Linked DNA regions of Mus musculus: region 1 is linked to region 2. A link is a contact called in public promoter capture Hi-C data. All regions are on one chromosome and are shown on one strand. Each heading gives the region's core, a stretch centred on a gene start, on an enhancer-like site or on the middle of the called end of the contact. The rest is flanking DNA. Distances are from core to core; before and after follow the strand shown. Region 1 overlaps Uvrag (UV radiation resistance associated gene). Region 2 overlaps Lrrc32 (leucine rich repeat containing 32).

Evidence for each region. Promoter capture Hi-C pulls out the DNA fragments that hold promoters and counts their contacts.
Region 1: a contact with region 2 is called in a promoter capture Hi-C map of embryonic stem cells, with 4 times the contacts expected there. The contact joins two enhancer-like sites. A contact is called at or near these places in 4 of 39 promoter capture datasets (cranial neural crest, embryonic stem cells, hippocampal neurons and 1 more) and 1 of 9 other capture datasets (liver).

The regions. Positions count from the first base shown.
Region 1 is chr7:98,980,793-98,984,950 of GRCm38.p6, reverse strand. All of the region lies in intron 11 of Uvrag (UV radiation resistance associated gene), which reads left to right. Among named protein-coding and RNA genes, the nearest start is that of Gm33827, 110 kb to the right of the region's middle. Within about 2 kb of position 1,735, at least 9 of the 459 cell types and tissues checked have an H3K27ac peak or open chromatin away from gene starts, as enhancers often do.
Region 2 is chr7:98,495,377-98,499,871 of GRCm38.p6, reverse strand. It overlaps Lrrc32 (leucine rich repeat containing 32), which reads right to left. Exons shown (of 3, transcript NM_001113379.2): 3 at 1-1,770. Among named protein-coding and RNA genes, the nearest start is that of Lrrc32, 7.6 kb to the right of the region's middle. Within about 2 kb of position 3,046, at least 5 of the 459 cell types and tissues checked have an H3K27ac peak or open chromatin away from gene starts, as enhancers often do.

The DNA of each region.
Region 1 (4,158 bases), core at 486-2,985, 490 kb before region 2:
GAATTACCTTGTTTTGTTGTTTCAATTTTAAAAAGAGAAAGAAAGAGATGAGGGAAAGAGAGAGAGGAAGTAAAGGAGGGAGAGAGGGAGGGAGGAGAGGAAAATAAAAGAAAATTGAGACTTTGAAAATTTCAAACATTTTTCCATCCAAGGACTCACCTTAACTGGTGGCAAAGCTTAATGTTACCACTGATCTTCCTGAATCTAGGATCTTCCTTATTCCTGTCATGATGCAACTTTCTTGTCTTTTAATAATGACCTCCTGAGCATCCACGGACTTTTTAGTGTTCTATAGCAGTGCATTCTGGGAGAGGTTCTAGGAAAGGGATTTCTAACGGTTTTCTCATGATGTCCATGAACCTTTGCTGGATACGGATTAGCACTGCATGGGTCAGTGATGTTTGGGAAACCCCACCAGGGGCCCTGTATTTATTATGCTTTTCTGAATGACTCAGTTATTGTTAGAGCTTGCCAGAGAGAGCTGGACACAATGCGAGGAAAGGGTCCAGAGAGGAACGCTCATCTGAGTTCCATTGACTGAGACATTTAGTTTAAAAACGAGAAATGAAAAGAAAAGAAAAAACCCAATGTTTGTGCTTGTGTGTTTTTAAGTAATCCATAACACGAGAACCTTTTGTGGTAATGAGACCCAGGTGTCCTCTGTGTCTGTGTCCCTTCATGCAGGCATGATTTCTTGGAAAGGAGAGTCCATATGTCAAACAGTGTTTCACTGAGAACATGGAATGACTTCATAACTGCTGTGGCACTGATTAGAGTCTTAACTATTTTGTCCTGTCTGCATCAGAGGGTGCTGGGTCCCTTAACAGAGGAGCTGCCTCAGGGACTGGGAAGGCGGGATGGTAAGAGCTTTGAGATCACTCTGCACTCAGATGCATTGTCATATGAACAGTTTGTCCAACATAGAACTAAAGGAACGCTGAACTGACTTATAATGTTTGTGTAGCTGTTGTGTGTTGGTAAGAATTTTTATCATAAAGATTATACACAAAAGCTCTAGCTTTGAGTGGCTTTCTACATCTTAAGAACAAATCATAAGTACCTACTATAAGGGAACTGTGGCTTTGCTTCCAAGCCCTTCGAACACTGTTGAGTTAGTATCATTTCACATACCTAAGTCTTACAGTTCACTCCCTTGCTCCCAACCATCCTCCCTCCCTTCCTCCCTCCCTCCCTCCCAACCTCCCTCCCTCCAGCTTCTCACTAGCAGAAGTATCATGTATGACCTTTCTAACTCCCTAGAGCAGCCTCGGAAACCCACACCTCTGCTCTGTGTTAGGTGTGGCGGGCATCGTTAATGCTTGCTGGAAAAGCACATCTCAGAGGGCCATGTTTTGGCTTTGTCAGGTAAAACATCTTTCAGATCTCAGAATGCTGGGAACCTTAAACCTTTTGGTTTTCAACTAAAATGATTGGCAACAGACTGTGACATCTGAGGTTGCATGGCCTGCAATCACCGTAATTAACCACATGAGTTCCCATTTTCCCACTGGAGGCTCAGTGGTCTTGGGGTGATGAAAGTGACTTCCCTACCAGGAGGTGGTTTTCCTTTTGAGGGTATTGAAATACCCCTGGGCCCTGTAAGGCTCCACGCGTGATCCTTTTAAAATGCTTTTTAATATAAAGCTTCAATATTGGAAATCCAACACCACGGTGTTTAACTGTGAGGCTGGTGAGGCGCTACGGCCTGGACCGGGAAACCTTGCATGGTGTTTAATAGGTAGAGCGGGGAGTCGTGTGGCTACAGCGGAGACCTGGGCAGCCTGAACTGAAGCTCATTTCCAGTATTACTTAACTCTGCTGCCCACTGTCTCCTTTGATTTCATGTCTGTGCGTCATCTCTCTTCGAGATTCCCTTTTAGGTCGACATTTAAGCAGAATTGGCTTTGTTCACTGAGGAGGGAGGTGAAGTGAGATCACTCCTTTGTTCTTTTAATAAAGGTGTGTATGTAGTCTAAAAACATGCAAATGTAATTTTTCTTACCATTATCCTTTTAGTAATTTGAGAAGCATGCAGATGCTTGAGGTATTAACTGCTGGTGGTTTGTATTTGACTTTTTTGGAAGGTTCATCAAAAGACTTTTTTGTTGCTTCCTGAGAATTTTAACCCCTTTCCTACCGGGTTCTGCAGGAAGGCGGGGAAAGCTGAGTGTTAGCTCCGTGGTGGGCACTGCAATGCTGCAAGTGTGAGCCCCCTTAGTCCTCCTCCTCTCCTTTCAGAAAACGGTTCTTTAGACACAGTCCTTTTGCTCTGAGGAATGGTTTTAGTTTGGTGGCTCTGCTTGGTCTAGAAAGTGGGAGGCTGAGTCTCCACTGTGAAAGCTCTCCCAGTCTCAGCTGTGACTCCACACTTAGATATTGGGGAGCAGCATATTTTCAGGCCCAGAAGCAGTTTCCCCATTCATTCCACTGCTGTTGGTTTTTACCGATACGATTTTGACCAAGCTGTCCCACCTGGGCCTCATCTGTGTCATCGGGGAATTGATGGCATTACATGCCATGATATCTAAGATTTCTCTTATGAGAGAATTCATAATTTAAATTACTTTTTGTGACTGGAGAAAAACCTCCAGTTGGTAAAGTGCTTGTCCCATGAGCATGGGGACCTGAGTCTAAGCTCCGGCACCTCCATGAAAAGCCATATGTGGTGGTGCTTGCCTGTGACCCCAGTGTGTGTGGGGGCTCCCTGGACTCAAGTTAACTCTGCCAGACCAGTGAGCCCCCTGAACAAGACAGACAGCTCCTGAGAAATGACACCCAAGATTAATTTCCAGCCTGTTCTGGCACGCGTGTGCATGCACATGTGCACACACACACACACACACACACACACACACACACCTGCATGTGCACACACATTAAAAGTAAAGTACTTTTAGTTGCTAGTATAGTATGATTTTTAAAGTTTCTACAAAGGCAAAATTGTTAATAAAGTCTTTGGTTGTGTCTGGGGAGGAAGACATCCTCTCTGGAAATAATTGGGATGCTAGTTAGGAGTGACCCCGCAGTCACCTGAAATGGATGTTATTCTACTTTTTCATGAGGTGTTTGGAGAGAACAAGAAGTACTGCCTGTGATGCCTTTTTGTGAAGCACTACAGAAATGTGGGATTGCAGATTTAATTTTTTTAAAAAAATATTTATGTTTATTATTTTGGATCATGTATGTGTAACCATGTCTGTAGGTAGCTATGCGTGTATATGCGCAGATGCCCAAGGAGGCCAAAGGCATTAGCTCCTCCTGGAGCTGCAGTTAGATGTGGCTGTGGGCCACCTGATATGTGTGCTGGGAGATGAATCAGCTCCTCTGGCAGAGCAGTGCACGCCCTTCAGCACTGAGCCGTCTCTCCAGCCCCTGATCACAGACTTTTCACATGCACTTTTCCTGCAGTACAAAACTAGGACAACACTGGGATAGTGCATTCGAGTGCCAGCTACATTCTAGAACTCCAAGTTAAATGAGTAGATACTGTCTTTTGTTTTGTTTTTTTAACAAGGTTCTGTGATAGCGTGGGAGAGTGTCCTTACAGAGGGCTATGTCGGGCCCACTTACAAGCTGTTTCAGTGGAGAGTTCTTTAGTCTCTTTGAGCATTAGTTTTTGCTTTGTTTTTATTTTAACCTGTAAAATGGATGAAAACATACTAAAGGAGAGTCTAGTTTAGTATTTGTTGGTAAGTGAACGAAGTGAGTAGCAGTGAGTAGTATTTGTTCATAGGGCGATCACTGAGAAGCGAGGAGCCGTAGGTAGTAAAGGGCAGGGACTTCGTTCACTGAAGAAGGGTGGTGGGTACATTCCTGCCTTGAAAAGCTACTTATGCAGATACTGAAACCATAAACGGAACGATATGAACATAGGATTGGTAATTGAAGTTGAAGGTGTCCTTAGGAGTCATGCAATAGTAAACCATCATTTAGACCCTCTCTCCTCTCTCATCGCTGGGTACCCCAGAGCCTGTGTTAAATCTTTGCACATGTGCAAGCTTTTTAAGGTACTTAAGGAACACTGTATGCTAGGCAGGACATTTGAATTCTTCCATTGCATCACTTTAGTTCTGAGAACTTGAATAATCATTTATAACCTTATAGGTAGGAGTAGAAATATGAATGGTAAGTTTTTAGAATATAATTGTTTATATCTTT
Region 2 (4,495 bases), core at 1,797-4,296:
GCAATCCTCTGGACGCACTAGGCTCAGGGACAACTCCTCCTGGGAGCCAAAGCGGCAGATTAGGTCCTGAGTAGCATCCACATCCACTCTGCCCTGGTGCAGCTGGGCCGCCAGCCAGCCATTGCCACAGCAGCTGAGTGGATTTCCCTGCAAGTACAGCCGCCGGAGACTGGTCTCCAGGCCACCCATGGCATTGCCTGGCAGGAGGCTGAAGCTGTTGTTCCGCAGATCTAGCACCTCCAGGGACACAGCCCGCGTCCAAGCGGGCAGGTGGCTTAACTGGTTCTCAGCAAGGTTAAGGCGCTTGAGACGGAGAAAGCAGGGCAAGTCCACTCTCAAGACAGTCAGCCCGTTGCCTTGAAGCTCCAGTACCTCTAAGGATGCCTCCAGGCCCACCAGGGCTCCCGTGGCCACATCCAGACCAGGATTGGTGGAGAGGTCCAGCTCTGTAAGTGGGGTGTGAAGGAAGCTGCCCGCCCTGAGCATTCCCATCGAGTTCCCTGCCATGTTAAGAACATGAAGGGTGGGGATCCCAGAGAAGTCCACACAGCCCGGGGGACCTGGTTCTGCTGGCCCCCCACAGGGACTGACCTGGTTCCCCTGTAGGTTTAGCCTCTGCAGGCTGGCCAGGCTGGCAAAGGTATAGGGTGGAAGTTCTTGCAAGGCATTGTCCTGCAGAAGCAACGTCTGCAGGGACCCTAGGACTTTGGTACCCAGTTCTAATGCTTCCAGCACATTGTGGCTCAAGTCCAAAAGCACCAGGCAGGGCAGGGAGTCCACTTGTCGAGCCTCAAAGGATCGCAGGCAGTTTCTGCTGAGGTTGAGGAAGCGCAGGGAGGTCAGGTGTTCAAGAAAGCTAGCAGGGACCAGTTCGATCTCATTGTAACTCAGATCCAGGTTCAGGAGCTGGGAGAGAGGGTGGGTGCTGGCATTCCGGCTGGGGTTGGACAGTGGAGAGGCTGACCAGCCTTCAGAGGGTGCGTGGAGGTCCTCACTGCCCCGGGGCAGCCCCGCAGGGAGCTGGATGAGGTTGTTAGACACATTCAGGTAGATGAGTCTCGGGAACACGGCCAGGTCAGGGAAGTGGAGCAGCTTGTTCTCCCGGAGGTCGAGCCAGGCCAACTGGAACTGGGCCTGTGGTTCCGGGGCCGTCTGGAAGGCCTCAATGCTGTTGCAGCTCAAGTCTAGTACCTGCAGCTGCTGGAGGCTGAAGTCTGAGATGCAGGTGAGGGAGTTTCTGGAGAGATTGAGGTGAGTCAGGTGGGGCAGGGCCTCAAAGGCACCGTCCTCGATATCCATGAGGACATTGCTGTGGAGGTCTAATTGCTCCACCGCTGGCATACCCCAGAAGGTGTGGCGTGCCAGGCGAGTGAGGCTGTTCTCCGCCAGTGAGAGCGTACGCAGCCTCGGGGTCTCACCCAACAGTCGCTCCACCAGATTGCCATGCAGGCTGTTCCCAGACAGGTCCAGGGAGACCAAAAGGGGCAGGCGGCCCAGACCACCACTGTTGAGAGCCATGCCTGTGGCAAGCCGATTGTGGGCCAGGTTAAGGTGCTCCAGGTAGGGCAGGGCCTGGAAGACCCCAGCCTGGAGGAAGCTAATCTGGTTGTCACTTAAATCCAGGTGACGAAGCGCTGTATAGAAGCCCAGTGGGGAGACCAGGATGCTCTGCAGTTGGTTCCCGGACAAGTAGAGAGCTTGGATGTCCAGTGAGAGCACCGAGGGGACCTGGAGCAGGCCAAGGCCGTGGCACAAGGCCTCCTTGTTCACCTAGGGAGAGCAAGGGTGGCAGAGATGCTGGCATTAATGGGGACAGGACAGTAGGTGGGGACAGGGTTCTGTAGGAAAGATGACTCGCCCTCTCCCCAAGCTTGGGGTGCTTCCCCCAGAGTCCCAGGATGTTAGCCTTGCCTCCACCCAAGCTGATGCCCCAAGCTGCTCTCTGGCCCTGACTGGCAGTCCTGCTGGTGCTGGGCAGAAGGGAGCAGTAGACAGAGACATAGTAGAGAGCTCTAAGAATACGTATGTGTTGACTAGTATCCTGTTCTATGGGAAACTAAGCCATATTTCACTCACAGTGATGCAGAACAGAGGGGCAACATGGCCCACAGCTTCCAGTTTCACACCTGGGTCCTTGCCACATCCCAGATAAAATTCTAGCTTTAGGCTGGAAGCGTCATCAGGAAAAGATGTTTGCAACAGGGAAACCAGCAGGCTTTTGTGCCAGCCCTTTGATTTGGTCCAGCCAGCACAGCTCAGACCACATTCCTGCTGTGACTCGTTCCTTTCTGCAGCTGCTAAATACCACCATATCAGTGGCCTGCTCTGGTCCAGCACAGCATCCAGGTCGTAGGAGTAAGGAGACAGAATAGAATAAAGGGATACCAGAACCCAACGGGTTATCTGATGACAATTTAACTGAAAGATCATTAACAGGACACATCAACATTGACACTCCAGTTCCTTATCCCAAAATTAACTTGTCCTTCCCAGCACCTACTTAATACATCAGGACTTTCAGACTGGCGATCTTGTCAGAGCCTTACAACAGCCCACCCAGTGCATATGGGTAATCTGATGTAATTATAGATTTTTACCAAAATCCAGGTTGGAGAGGGTAAGAGAGACTTCAGGACCACCCAGCTGATATGGTGGGAGTTGGGATTCGAACACAGGGCTCTTAGCAACTCGTTTCCTTCCACAAAATGCATCGTTAAGGGTCATAATTCTATGCAAATGCACATCTCCATCTGGTGGCTCCCAGATTCTCACCCCAGGTGCCCCTGCCCTCCCTAGCAAAGAGTGTAATGTCTACATCAGCCAGCTTAGTTTTACCCCTGCCCCTAGCCTGTCTCCATCGACCCCCACTGAACTGCCTACCTGCGAAAGGCCCACAGACTGTTCAAACTCCACTTTGCCTATGGTACTCTTGGCTTAAACACAGAGCAGGGTCCATCAAGTCTGTCTGTGGCATTGACCAACCTGTCGACTGACTCACTGCAGTCCAGTTTACATGCAGTGACCATGCCTAGCACTGGTCCCACCCCCTTGCACAGCCATCCCTGGACATGCATGGAGCAGACCTGTATGAGAATTCCTCACGGGGAATCCCAACATGTCTTCCACAGAGGCCCTCCCTAACTGTGTCTTCTCCCTACAGCTCAGTGTCCTGGAACAATGGTGGAATGGGGACCCGCAGACAGTGAGCTCTGCACGGACAGGGGCTACTTTGATTGACATGGATGTCTTGGACCTGGCCCAAAGAAAGTCCTCCGGAAATGTCTTTTATGAATGAGTTGCAGACATCTGTGCTTAAGCAAAGGGCCTTGATCCAATCAATGCCGGAAAGAAAAGAGCTAACCCAGATATTCATATTCAAGCCAGAGAGAGACATTAGAACGGAGTGAGCCAGCCCACCTGCTGTCCAGATGCTGAGGTCAGGGTCTGCCCTGGCAGTAACTTGCCTGTGTCACAGGGGTCCAGTGGCTGAGGTAGCAAGGAAGAAACACAAGCCTGGCATCCCTGTCTGACCTAGCTCTGAGCCTCCTTCCCCCCAGACCCCCCAGGCCGGGCACCGTCTGGCTATGGGCACCTGTGCAACTGCCTACTGCATAAAATACCTTGACAAGCCTTGTACTTCCAGAAAAAGCTGCCACCTGAGGCTCTAGGAGACCCAATAACATCCCTCACCAACACCCATAGAAACTAGACACCTACTTGACACTTAGCTCCTGGACCACCCTGCTGTAAGCAGCATTGAGATGAGCTCAATGCAAGCATGAGTTTCTTTTTGTGTAAACGGAGCCTTCAGCTGCCCAGGTACTCAGGCTGGCTGAACAAACACCACCAGACACTATTTACTATGCATTTGCAGGGTGCATGCCACGCTTCCCCATGTAAGCCCACACCCATGGACTCTCCCTTCTGGGTAAGCAGAGGCTCTCCAGGACCCCAGCTCCAAAGGGACCATGACAGGAGGTGACATAACCTGAGACCACCTATCAGAAACTGCAGAGGTCCAGGGGAGTACCTGGTACCCTCCTCTTTGATCCAGCCCAGACTTCAGAAGGAGCCTGAAGGACTGGACCATCTCAGCACCCTCCCTGCCCTTATTGCTGAGCTCTGACTGACTGCTAGAAGTCTCTGGTGCAGAGATATAGGGGTCTTGGCTGGGGTTTAGCATCCTCCTTCACTCTGCCATGTCAGTCACTGATCTGCCCTCTTCCTGAGGGGGGAAGGAACATGCTATCCAACTTCACTTCCCATCCATACACAAGAGGAGAGGTTCTGGCAGTGAACTGCACAGGGGGAACAGGGTTTGAATCCTGTCTCTGTCATTTCTGCTGTCGGAGCCCACAGGGTCACATGTCTTTTCTGCAGCTGGGTCTAGAGCTCTTTCTGACAGTTCAGAAAGTCTTCTCCTATCTCATGCTTCTCAGAGAGCCCCTGCTCCATGCCCTCTGTCTACAGGTGCCAGAGTCCTCACCATTTAAGA